Linked DNA regions of Mus musculus: region 2 is linked to region 1. The links are chromatin contacts, called in public promoter capture Hi-C maps. All regions are on one chromosome and are shown on one strand. The core of a region is the stretch at or near the end of the contact, and the rest is flanking DNA. Distances in the headings are between cores, read along the strand shown.

Region 1 (6,598 bases), core at 714-3,213:
AACCTCTTCTTGGCTCAACCCTGCCCTGTGTGACCTGCTTGAAAGCTGGTTCCAGATGGCATCCCAGAAAGGCAGGCCAGGGGCAAGAACCTCCAGCCACTGAGGACCCAAATTTCCTGCAGACCCCTTCTGCTGTCCTCGCCCACCGTGGGCAAATCCAAGAGGGACGCTAGAGCTGAGTCCCAGCCCCAGCTGGGCGCTGGATGCTGGAACAAGAGGTCCACTTTATGCTCTTCACAATGCCCCATTGTGCCCTTCTGCAGGGAGGACAATGTTACCACTGCAAGGGGAAGCTGAGGACAAAGGGCTCTTTGTGAGGATGGTCCCCACCTGAGCCACAGCACCCAGGGTCACACCTGATGGCAGAGCGGTCCTTCCTCTCCTTCTATTCCCTGCATAGCTCTGGCTTCCAGAAATAATTTGAGGAAGTTGTGCCGACTAAAGCTGCCCCCCCCAAAGGTCTCTGCTGGCCCATCCCATGCCTGGCATATGCCAGTGAGGAGAGGCAGGGCTAAGGGTTCCTACTGAAAGATCTGGATGCAGGATACACAGTTCCTTCAGTCTCTAAATTCTTGAGACCTTGGGCAGATGCTGGCCTGTAGGAAGCCTGGCAGGTGGGAAGTATTTGTATTACCTATCACAACATCTGTAATGGGGCATACTCTCAGCTGGGCTCCCAAGGGAGTGCTTCTGAAGAAAAAGAAAAGGAAACTTAAAAAAAAAATACCCAAAGCACGTTGTAGGCTGTATTTCTATGCTAGCACTCTAGTATCAGGAAGCCTGGAGGCCGGGAAGAGTCCCAGCAACAGCACACCAGTCCTTACCCACAAAAGGCTCACTGCTGGTGTAGAGGTATAAATATTAATGGGTTGTTTAACCATGCAAGCATTGGTCATTTATATGTCAAAGCAGCAATCACAAAAAGGAGATGCTAAGGATAAGTTGCAAAAAAAAAAAAAAAAAAAAACCAACCAGTGATAATTCAGAAAGGCACAAGATCTTTAATACATAGAAAGCTCTGAAAGATGGATGGAAAAAAACCCTTGTTCCAGAGAGCCCTGTAGTTGGCATTATAACCACTCTGGCTGTTGATGCCATGTTTAACCATGCAGCATTGGTAACTTATATGTCAAAGCAGCAATCACAAAAAGGAGATGCTAAGGATAAGTTGTTAAAAAACAAACAAACAAACAAACAAACAACAACCAGTGACCCTCCTTTTCTCTGCTGCAGAACGCCTTTCTAGTATCATTTGTGGGCAGTGCTGGAGTGGCACCTAACACGAAAAAGCAGAATTGCTATCAGGCAAGTGGCATGTAATACCAGCATCGAGGGAGGCAGCTCATGAGGACAATTTCTTTGCTGTCATTCTGGGCTTTATAGCTCAAGGCCAGTCTGAGCTATTAAATATAAAGTCAAATATAAAAGCAGCATTTAAGGTGTGTCTCCTTGGGATTCTGCGCATGCTACTGGTGGGTAAATCTGAGTCCTTGATGGTCCAGTGGCCCCATAAATAGCTTGAACACGGTCCTAGATCTTCATAGAGGTGCCACCTGTATACTGAGGTCTCTGGGGACCACAGACAAGGAGATTTAGGAAGAAGAGAAAGCAGGAGGTTCCAGGGCAAATTTCAGGTTTCTTCCTGTCAGTTGTCCTATAGTATAATCTGCGCCTTCCTGGGCAGCGGGCAGCAGAGGAATACAGGATGAAAACCCTGCTCTGCCACGGCCACAGGCCTGGCCTTCCCTGCACATTCGCACCCAGGACACGGCCTGCCGTCACTAGCTCCTTCCCCTGTCGCTTCACTCTCTGCAAATACTGAAGCCACCACGGAGACGCCCACCGCTAGGAGAGACCGCCCAGAGAGGGCGTGGCGCGTGGGCCTTGGCTGCAAGAGGTCCGCGTGTCATCCAGGGGAGCTTGTGTGGCTTTCGGGCTTGTGGGCGTGGCCTCCGCGCGCACCGCCCTTTGTGCTCATGCGCCCAGACAGCCTAGTAATGGCTGCGCCCGAGGGGTCGCTGAGAAAACGGAAGGTCGGGGGTGCGGAGCACAGTCCAGCGTCGCAACCTTCTCTGGCTAGAGATCCCGCAGATTCTCCAGCTCGGCTGCACACGGGCACCTTCTGGCTGACTAGAATCGTGCTCCTGCGGGCCCTCGCTTTCATTTACTGTGAGTGTCCGGTGGGAGCGGGCTGTTGCCGGCATCCTGTGACCTGGTCCCAAACCCTAATTGCTTCCGGACTCCCGTTTGTCCCTCTATAGGCTTCAAGGATCCTGCACTAAAACCATTCTGCCCTTCTGTGAGCTTCCGGACCCCGCCTTCTCACCTCCCACTCAGTGGCTGCTTAAACTTTATGTCAGGTCCCTCCTCGGCGTGTTCCTGGGACCCCACCCCAACCCCTGCCTCTCCACAGCCCCACTTAGCACGTGTAAGAGGCGAAGGCAGTCCCCATGCACTCCCTCTGCCTGCACCCTGGGAATGGCGAGACGATGCTAATTCTATTCCTGTTCCGAAGCCCTAGGGGAGATGACGGTCTTTAGCCTGCAACTTAGACCTAGCCTCGCCCCTTTTGCCTTCTCTCAGTGGGTCCCCCACTGGACCCAAAGGTTGTGCAACAGCTCCAACCTGACCTGCTTGGAAGGGCACCCGGCAGAGGGCCCAAGGATCTAGCCAGATTTCACTGGTAGGCAAGAAGTGAGGTTCAACCAGGTCAGCTCTGGAAGGACTCCAAGGTTCTGCTTAGGCTCTGCAGACCTTTACAGTCCACTGCAGCATCCCATACCTACCTGAGCCTAAAGAGTCTTAGCCTCCTTCACTTCAGGAAAAGCGGAATCAAAGGTACTGGCAGGCAGGCAGGCTGGTGTCCCCCATACACACCGCTTTTTGGTTTTGGTTTTTGTTGTTGTTGGTTTGGTTACTGTTTGTTTGTTTTTTAAAACAGGGTTGCTCTGCATAGTCCTGGCTGCCCTGGAACTTGTTCTGTAGACCAGGCTGGTCTTGAACTCCTCACAGAGATCTGCCTGCCTCTGCCTCCAGAGTGCTGGGATTAAAGGTGTGGACCACTACACTGGGCACTGATGTCCCCTCAGCTCCTGGCCTGTTATTGCTACCCACAGTAGTGGGCCAGGAGATGTCATATAGAACCAGTTCCAAACAACTCACTATAGTGACACCTGAACCCCCAGCTGAGGCTGAGCGCCTGTCTACTCACACTGGGCCTGCCCTGCCTGTGGCCATGAGACGGAGCTCAGGCTTAAAACCTGTGGACATCTGTCTGGTGGGAGTAACTGTGGGTTCCAAATCCTCACCCTAATTCCTAATACCTAGGGGGTGGCCCAGTGACTATGTGGACACTGGTGGCCATGGCCCAGCCTTTTAGTAAGGAAGGCAAAACTGAGTGCTAAGTAAGCCCCAGGGCCCAGGACATGCCAGGCTCGTGCATGGTGTACCTTCGGCATCTTTCAGAAGAGTCATCTTAGACTTTGGGCTGTGTCCATGTGGCTCTCATGTGGAGAGTCAGGCTCATGTGCATTTTTGTGTGACGGACTGGCTACTTCCGGGTGCATTGGAGAACTGGAGTTCTTAACCAAACGGTCCCGTGTGTTTGCCTGCCTGAGTTTCCACTTATTCTCTCTAAAGCGGGTGGAAAAAACTATCTAGGCTTGTGCTGTTTTATCCCATGCAATACTAAGGAATTCTGGGAACGTTGGTACTGACACACTCAGAGCAAGATGAAGGGAATCTACAGGAGGGATAGAATTGGAAGGTACAGTGGCACCTGGTGGCTTTGTGCTGAAGACACTTGGCAGATAGGCTCTTGGGCTCTCGGGTGGGCAATGTCACCTTTGGTCAGTATAGGATCTAGCATTTCAGCTTGACACAAAAGGCTGTGAGCTCAGGCCGGGTGTGGTGGTGCACGCCTTTAATCCCAGCACTCGGGAGGCAGAGGCAGGTGGATTTCTGAGTTCGAGGCCAACCTGGTCTACAGAGTGAATTCCAGGACAGCCAGGGCTATACAGAGAAACCCTGTCTTGTTTCAACAAAACAAAACAAAACAAAAAGGCTGTGAGCTCCTCACTCAGGCAGATATTTCCAGTGGCTGCTTAGTGTGTGTGGGCAATGTGTGTGTGCAATGTGCTTTGCTTCCTTATTGCTTCCTTATCCCATCTTCCTGTATCATGGTTTCATGATTCCTGGCTGCTGGATAACCAGCAGTCCCAGATGTAGTTTCTTCTAAAAGGCTCTGGACCTCACTGGACCATGAGCTATTCTCTGAGATCCCTTCAAAATAATACTTGTCCAGCTAGTTCACCTGAATGTTGAATTGGCACTGCTTCTACTATAGAAAGACTTGTAATTAAATACAGTCCAGTGCATTCTGAGGCTACCCCTCTTAGGAGCATGGGATCTACAGGTCTTTCCTTAAGCACAATACATACGTCCAAAGCACCTGTTGCCTATAATCTTTGCACTTGAAAGGCAGAGGCAGGGAGTCTGGAGTTTGAGCCCAGCCTGAGCTACATAATAGCAAGGTCCTGTCAAAGATAAATAATGACTTTAAGGAAGGTGTCGGGTCAGAAGACTGTGGATGAGTAACAGTGCTGTGTGGTCGCCAGTGAGTCCTCAAAGCCAGCCCCAGAGCCTGCCTCTTAGCTTCAGGCTTGCACACTCCACCTGGTGTTGTGTGACTCCGATCACAGCAGTCCCAGGTTGCACCCAGATGGCAAGGGCGAGCTCCCCACAGGGCAAGTGCGCATGGCTTCATCTCCCAGAGCGGCTACCACAGGGAAGCCATGGAAGCCAGGGCATGCCAGTTCTTGAGAGTGGTTTTCCTGTAGGGATTGCCCCATCCGCTTGAAGTAAAGATTCACTCATCACCCTGATACCTGGCCTCTAGCCCCTGAGAATGCTCACCCTGTGTATCAACTGCCGTGCACCTTGTTCATGCTGTGCACGTGTCCAGTGACACCACTGTTACTGACAAAGGAGAGAATGCATTCAGGGGTTGGCTTAGTAAGCGAACGGCGGTGAGTGACAAGCCCTTGGCTTTAGCTCTGCTGTCTATTGACAACACCCAGGGCCTGTGTATTTTAGGCACCAGGCTTGTTCCTGGACAATGTCTTTCTTGAAGCCCAAGGAACACCCAGGAGGCTGGAGAGGGGACACTGGGCAACTGATACGATCTGGCTACTGCTGCTCTTGGGAAGGGCTGGGCTCTGGACATGAATACGCACGGCACAGGACTTCCCAGCCTCAGCTGGGGGACCGCAGTGTCCGGAGCGTGGGGTAGTTCTGCTCAGCCTATCACTCTCCCCAAGTGTGATGAGGAAGCTGTATGAGAGCAAGATAGTTCCACTCCAGGGAGGTTTAGGTGTGTGTCCCAAGCATTGGCTGTATATGTTCCTTGTATTTGCTTGGTCACCTTTCCTCATTTACATATGGTCTGGTTGACCTCTTAGCTGAGGAGAGAAAACAGAAAGTGCCCTCGATAGCCATGAACTGGTCATTTGGTGTTTTGTCTAAAACCTTTGCTGCTAAACCTGTGTCACATAGGCTGCCCCTCCCCTCGCCCTTCCCTTTTGGTTTGTTGAGCTCTGTGAGTGCTGGGATGGCAAGCATGAGCCGCCAGGCACAGCCTAGGTTTCCTTTTGTATTTGCTTCTAATTGTTTGGTTTTATCTGTACCGCATTCAGGCAGTGGACCTCTTGAATTAATTTTTACGTTAAGGTGTTGTTTGTCTGAGACCATCTTTTTGCACATGGATTTGGTATTAGCTTGCTTAGGGGCCTGGGTATGGATGGAGGTGCATTTTGCTCAGGTTTTGTTTTGGCTTGGTTTTGGCAGGAGGAGTATATATACCATGGTGGTAGTTCTGGTGGGCACTTTCTGCTAAGTCATCTTTTAATGGATAGCATTGTCATAACAATAGCAAGCCCACCCTTATGCAACAAGGGGCTAGGGTGATGGAGTGGGGCTAGTCTAGAGATTTCCCACTCGGCTCCACGGCTTTCTGATCCTGGAGCACTGCCACACTAAGGAATAAGGAATCTTGGGGTCAGGTCACAATTAAACTGTAGCAGTTGGTCCAGCTGCAGCTGTTGATTGTATTTCCTCAGCACATTGTCTTTGCAACTTTGTGAGTCTATGTGAATCCACTGCTTGGCCTCCGCTCCCCTCCACCGATTTCTGTTTCTAGTTCTCCTTCTCTTCTCCTTCTCCTCCTTTTCCTTCTCTGCCTTCCCCATCTTCTTTTTTTTTTCCTTTTTCTTTCTTCTTTCTCATTTTCTTCTTCATTTTTCTTCTCTCCTCCTTTCTTCCTCCTCTTCCTCCTCTTTTTCTTCCTTCTCCCCAGTTCTCCTTATCTTGTGTCTTAGTTAGGGTTTTAGTGCTTTGAACAGACGCCATAACCAAGGTGGCTCTTATAAAGACAACATTTAATTGGGGCTGGCTTACAGGTTCAGAGATTCAATCCAGTATCAAGGCAGGAGCATGGCAGCATCCAGGCAGGCATGGTGCAGGAGGAACTGAGAGGTCTACATCTTCATCTGAAGGCTGTTAGCAGAATACTGGCTTCCAGCCAGCTAGGATGAAAGTCTTA
Region 2 (5,638 bases), core at 1,309-3,808, 1.3 Mb after region 1:
AAACGGGCTCTTTCCCTACCAGGCTCGGATGCCGTGCAGCGTGGAGACGCCCGAATTGCCCTGCGGCATCCCGGGACTCTGCACGGTGTTCAAGTCCCCGACGCCAAAGTTCACGAAGTTGCTGTTGGCGGAGGCGGCGGGGGGCTGCGCGGCGGGGGGCGCAGCGGGGTAGGCGGCGCAGCTGTAGCCGGGACTGCAGGCCGCGCCGCCGTAGCTGGGGTAGGGGTAGGCGTTGTAGCCATAGGCATTGAGACCCACGCCGTAGGCGGGAGCGTAGGCCGCGGGGTCCCCCAGGCAGGGCTTCCCGTCGCGCACCAGCACGGGCACCGCGATCCTGCGCGCGGGCGGCGGCGGCGGCCCCAGAAGCTCCAGAGTCTGGTCCTGCCGCTGTCGCTTGCACTTGTAGCGACGGTTCTGGAACCAGATCTTGACCTGCGTGGACGTGAGCTTCAGCACGCTGGCCAGCTGGTCGCGCTCTGGCGCCGACAGGTACCGCTGTTGCTTGAAGCGCCGCTCCAGCTCGTAGACCTGCGCCTGCGAGAAGAGCACGCGTGGCTTCCGTCGCCGCCGTGCGCGTGGTCTCTCGGCGCCATCCGTCTCGGCTTTGTCCAGCTCCACTGCCTTCTGCAGCGCGCACAGCTCTGAAGGGGAAGAGAGGCAGAGAGGTGGCGGGTTAGAGCGGCGGGCCGGGGACCTCAGGGCCCTTGTAGGGGTGGCAGGGAGTATCACTCTGGTCCTATGCCGGACACCCAGCTCCGCTTAAGCTAATCGCCGAGTGCACGGGCTCGCTCGGTTCGATGTTGGCGCAATTGCGCATCTGGGAAATGCCTAAGTGGCTTGGACAAAACAAAACAAGAGAAATCTCGGGCGCCCTATCCCAGACCTCTTCCCCGGATAGTTAGCGTTCTCTTAACAGTCTGGGATTTAGCTTTAGCTTTTCTGGCTGCAAAGAAAATAAAGTCATGAGGATGCTCGGAGTGAATTACATTAGGAATACTCCGGTTTGTCCCTCGGGTGGTCAGCTGATGTTGGCATGGCTTCTGGACTTCCCAGTACCCGGAGGAGGACAGAGGCCTCTACACCAGCCCTGCGGGATTCCGGTTGGTAGCAATAAGTTCTAATCCTCCTCCAGTCCTTCTCCAATGTTCCTGGACCTTCTCTCTGCTCCCAGGGAAAACCTAGGAACGTCCTCTAACTCGCAGAAACCATTGGGCCTCTCTGGCTTTACTCAGCACAGGATCTGGGCCTGGGACTTCCCTGCTCCTTCTGTGAGCTGGCCAGGAGCCCCTCTCCCTACTCTGAGATATTTGGTATTCGGCCACCTTCGGAAGCCTGCTCTTCACTTCTCAGTGTCTTTATTCGTTCCGTATTTCCCAACAGTTCCCAGAAAGGAATTTCTGCCTGATCCTGCCTGGAGATTGTACTAGAAAAACAAAGCCAACCCCAGCTCCTGGGATCCGCAGCATCGCATCTCAAAATCACAACCCGGTCCCCAGACTCCTCTCTTTTGGCACAAAGGAGGCAAGGCCCAGAAAGGCAGGGTGGGCTACACAAGGCCCAGGATACACGGGGCTAAGCTTTCGGTTTAGCAGTTCTCAGTGTCTCAAAGTACCCCCAAATCTGGAAGAGATTTTAACTCTCCAGTACGAAGATTTGTTCTAACGCGGATTGTTAGATAGCTTAACTTTGTAACAGATCCAAGAACAAGGCCCTAACCTACTGGGGTTTTGTAGGCCGAAAACAACATTTTAATCTTCTCTCTCTCTCTCTCTCTCTCTCTCACTCTCACTCTCTCACTCTCTCCCTCTCTCTCTCTCCCTTCTTTTTTCCTGACCCTCTAAATTCGGCGTTCCCTCTAAACTTCGGACTGACTGCGGGACAGCCTGGAATCTTATACTCCAAACTCCCCGCGCCCAGCCTTCACCCCGGACTGAGCTACTGTCAGGCCTGGGTTTCTTGGCTCAGGGTTTTGGACATGAAAGCGATTCCAGAAGGGAAGAGCTTGAGGTTCTCCTTACCTTTTTTATCCGCCCGAGGGTCTTTGGCTGGGTCAGGGTCACCGTAGGCTCCCGGGTAAAATGTGGGGGCGGCTGGGAAAGCAGGAGAGCACTTGGGGGGCGAAGGCGCGGGGCCCATCTCCGCGCGCAGCTCTGCCAGGCCGGACGCTGCCGCCTCGGGGCCAGAGTAGGCCTCGGGCTTGAAGGCGGCCAGCATGCAGGAGGCAGGGGCCAGGGTGGCCTCGAGGCGCGCAGACAGGTCCCCAGACGCCAGGCTACGCTGCTGCTGCTCCAGGTTCAGGATGTCTTTGACTGAGAAAGGCGTGGGTGTGAGCGCAGGGCTGGGGAACATGGTGGCGACGCAGGTTTCACAGCGCCAGGTGGGTAGCAGAGAGTGGTGCTGCCCACCCCTGGGGACAGCCTCCCCGCATGGTGCCCGCCGCCCGCCCGCGCACCCGCCTCTCTGCCCTGGATGTGGCGCGCGGCAGCAGGTAGCGCGGAGCACCAGGGGCAGAAGAGGCGGGAGCAGGCTGGAGTAGGGGGGATTCAGCCTGCCATTGGGCCAGGGGCCTGGATGACAGGAGCGACGGGCAGTTCTGCGTCACCTAATATAGACATAGGGATGGGAAAAAAAAATCCTGCTCAGCTTTTTTTAAAGGGGCCGCGACACATTTGGGATAGTCTCCCACTCCTGCAAGGAGATTGCTCCTCGTTAGCCTGAAAATCCCAGCCAGACACACTCAAAGAAAATACCTGATTCTGTTATGCTGAGTCTAAACGCAGGGTTGGGGGTGGGTCGAGGATTTGAATAAATATTCTTTGCACTGTGTCCTGTATCACTAAATGGGCTGGTGAGGATGGATTGAAAGCCAGAAGAGGGGGGTTATTTTCAGGGATCAAGACTATGACTACAATATTGTTTACTGAAGTCTGCCTAAGAGTAGCCTGCATAGAAAGAGAATCACAGAGAAGACAGTTGTTCTGGGACGAACACTGAGTTTAACACATGAGTTTAAGAATTGGATTGGGGAGCGGTAGTTAATTTGACCTACAGGACCAAATTCAACCCAGGAACCCAGAGGGGCCCCAAGGGGTTCTGAGCTGAATGGAAAGGTGAAGTGGCTAATTGTGGGGTGGGAGTGGCCACCTGCTTCAGACTAAGCGGTGGGGCCAGGCACCTCTCCAGAGAGAAGGAAGCATTGTTGGGGAATTGACTCTTCCTGGAGGAGAGCTGCCTTCTGGGTTGTCTGCCTGGATTCTCCTGAAGCCCAAGCTGCTTCATTTTTCACCCTCCTAGGCCACCACAAAAGTCCCAGACCCTTTCTAGCCCGATCCTCCAGGGCCTTCCTGGGCTTCTACTCCACGGGGCAGAGGACAGATCAGGCAGGTGGAGGGACATTTTCAGTCCAGTGCTGCTTCTGTCTGAAAACTGTCAGGGTTTAAGGAACCCAGGTTCTGTACTAAGACAACTGTCTGGATCTAAGGAACACTTGGGCCCTCCCAGACCCAACAGAGTGGGACTTTTTCCTGCTGTAATCTCAAAAAGAGAAGGCACATCGATTCCAGGCAAAACCTCCCCCACCGAAGGTATATGGTAAGGCTAACCTCTGGGAGAGCTTGGGCTCACCACACCGATTTGCAAAGGGGATGTGCCCTTGAAAATTCATGTGGTGAGGGTCCATCACCTGTTTTCGGATATAAGGATTCCCAGAGTGAACAGATCTGTGAGTCAGAAGGCACACAGATATGAAGGACGAGTTGGCCACCAGAGGAGAGGCTTTTGGAATAGAAACGGAGTGTGAGTGTAGGGTCAAAGGTTAGCTAAACAAGTCACTCTTAAGTCATGAACCCAAAGTCCAGAGATCAAAACTTTTGTGAGTGCAGAGTGTGAACTGTCCCTCCTGGCAGGGCAGTGTGGGCCATTGGGCGCTGGCAACCATCTGGGCCATAGTGAAGCCAGCAAAGGCCTGATTTGTGTTCCTTCCTGCTTTTCCTCAAACCCAAACTCCCAAGGCCTTGGGTTGTCTTCAACTAAGGGAGAAGGAGACCCAGCTCCAGGCAGACTGTGAAGCCCAATTCCAGGCTCCAGTGGTCAGCACCAGACTTGGGAGCCATAGTGAGATCTCAACCCAGGGACCACAGAGCATCCTAAAGCTGGTGCTCTTTGTCTTCCGCTGTGTCCCTCTCCAAGCAGTCCAAAGCCTTTGCCTTTTTTCGCTTTTGTTGTTTTGTTTTGTTTTGTTTTGTTTTGTTTTGTTTTCCTCCCTTGCCACAATTTCTGGTTACATTACAGTTACTGTTCTGAGCCAACCTAGCTTGGGACCCTCCCGAGATTGAAGATTGGTTTGTGTGGGTTGGACGGATGTCTATCACCCAGGCGGTGACGTCTGGCAAACGAGCCACATCCGATTCAATTAAATGTCTTGCTGAAAACAGCTTCGGGCGAGGGTCCTGGGAGTCCTGTTAAGTGAATCGGCTGGCCCTGCGGATCGCGATGACAGTTTGAAAGATTAGTGTGAGCTGACGCCTGAAATATTACCGTTTAATTGGGGGAGCTATATTGGGGGCCGCATCCGGGATCCCTGTTTTAAGTCTTTTTTAAAAAATAGTTTTGAGAGGGGACGTTTCCTTTGCAAATCAATGTGGTGAGGATTTATCACTTTTTTCGGATATAAGGGCTTCCAGAGTTGACAAATCTGTGGGTCAGGTGTCAAGAAAAAGGAAGAAAACTCTTCTAATTTGAACAAAATCAGTGACTTTCCCACCCCTACAACCTTGGTGAAAAGGCCCTGGCCTTTCTCTTCGGGGAGGAAACAGGACAGAGTGAGACAAATAGGCAGAACAGAATTGGGGTGACCTGTGGGGGTTTCTTTAGAGAGCTGTCCAAAGCACTTTCCAACGTGGCTTCTGTCCTGGCTGTCTTCAAATCAATACCAAAGGACATATATATTGCAGTGTGTGTCTGTGTGTGTCTGTGTGTTTGTGTCTGTGTTACAATGGCTGGGAAGGGGCGCATCTTTCTCCCCAAGGGTTTTTGGCTCAACCTGCCTTGTGCTCTGAAAGGCACAACCTTCAGTTGAAAGGGACAGAGACAAAGGAGACTGGTGGAGACAGAGAAAACTCTGTGGAGTGATTTCTTTGCCTTTTAAAGACTTGGTGCTTTAGGATTAGTCAAATTCCGGGGTAGCTCCAGCGCATCCTGCGTAAATAAATTATTATTGATTGAAAAGCGATCAGCCCGGCCCGAGCGCCCCCCCTTTCCTGCAATCAGCCGCGAAAAGTATATATGATTAATTGAAAGATAAGCTGCAACTATCACCCGGAATGTCATTAATGCGCCGGGGAGACGTCCATTGGAGACAGGCAGCGTTATCCGTAGCTTTATCTTCAACAACGCCTCGCTCTCTTGGCCCGCGCCAGGGAAACAGATGGGGGTTTCTGTCTGGGACGCTCGCCCCATGTTTATATTTTGGGAAGAATCGCAACTCTAGGGAGTCCCCGGCGGGCCCCCTGATAAATGAACATTAGCACTTTTTCGGACTACTGTATCAACAAAGGGGCCGCTGTGCAGCAATAATTGGCGAGAAAGCAAACAGAGGGCCGAGAGCGCGACTCTGCTCTTCGTCTGGCTGATGGATGAG

The links. Capture Hi-C pulls out chosen DNA fragments and counts their contacts.
Region 2: a promoter capture Hi-C map of liver shows a contact between it and region 1, with 2.9 times the contacts expected there. The contact joins the promoter of Nkx2-5 here to the promoter of Lmf1 in region 1.

The regions. Positions count from the first base shown.
Region 1 is chr17:25,577,211-25,583,808 of GRCm38.p6, forward strand. Lmf1 (lipase maturation factor 1) reads left to right here and starts at 1,964. Exons shown (of 11, transcript NM_029624.4): 1 at 1,964-2,169. The coding sequence starts at 1,977.
Region 2 is chr17:26,839,007-26,844,644 of GRCm38.p6, forward strand. It overlaps Nkx2-5 (NK2 homeobox 5), which reads right to left and starts at 2,559. Exons shown (of 2, transcript NM_008700.2): 1 at 2,019-2,559; 2 at 1-641. The coding sequence starts at 2,349. The coding sequence ends at 16.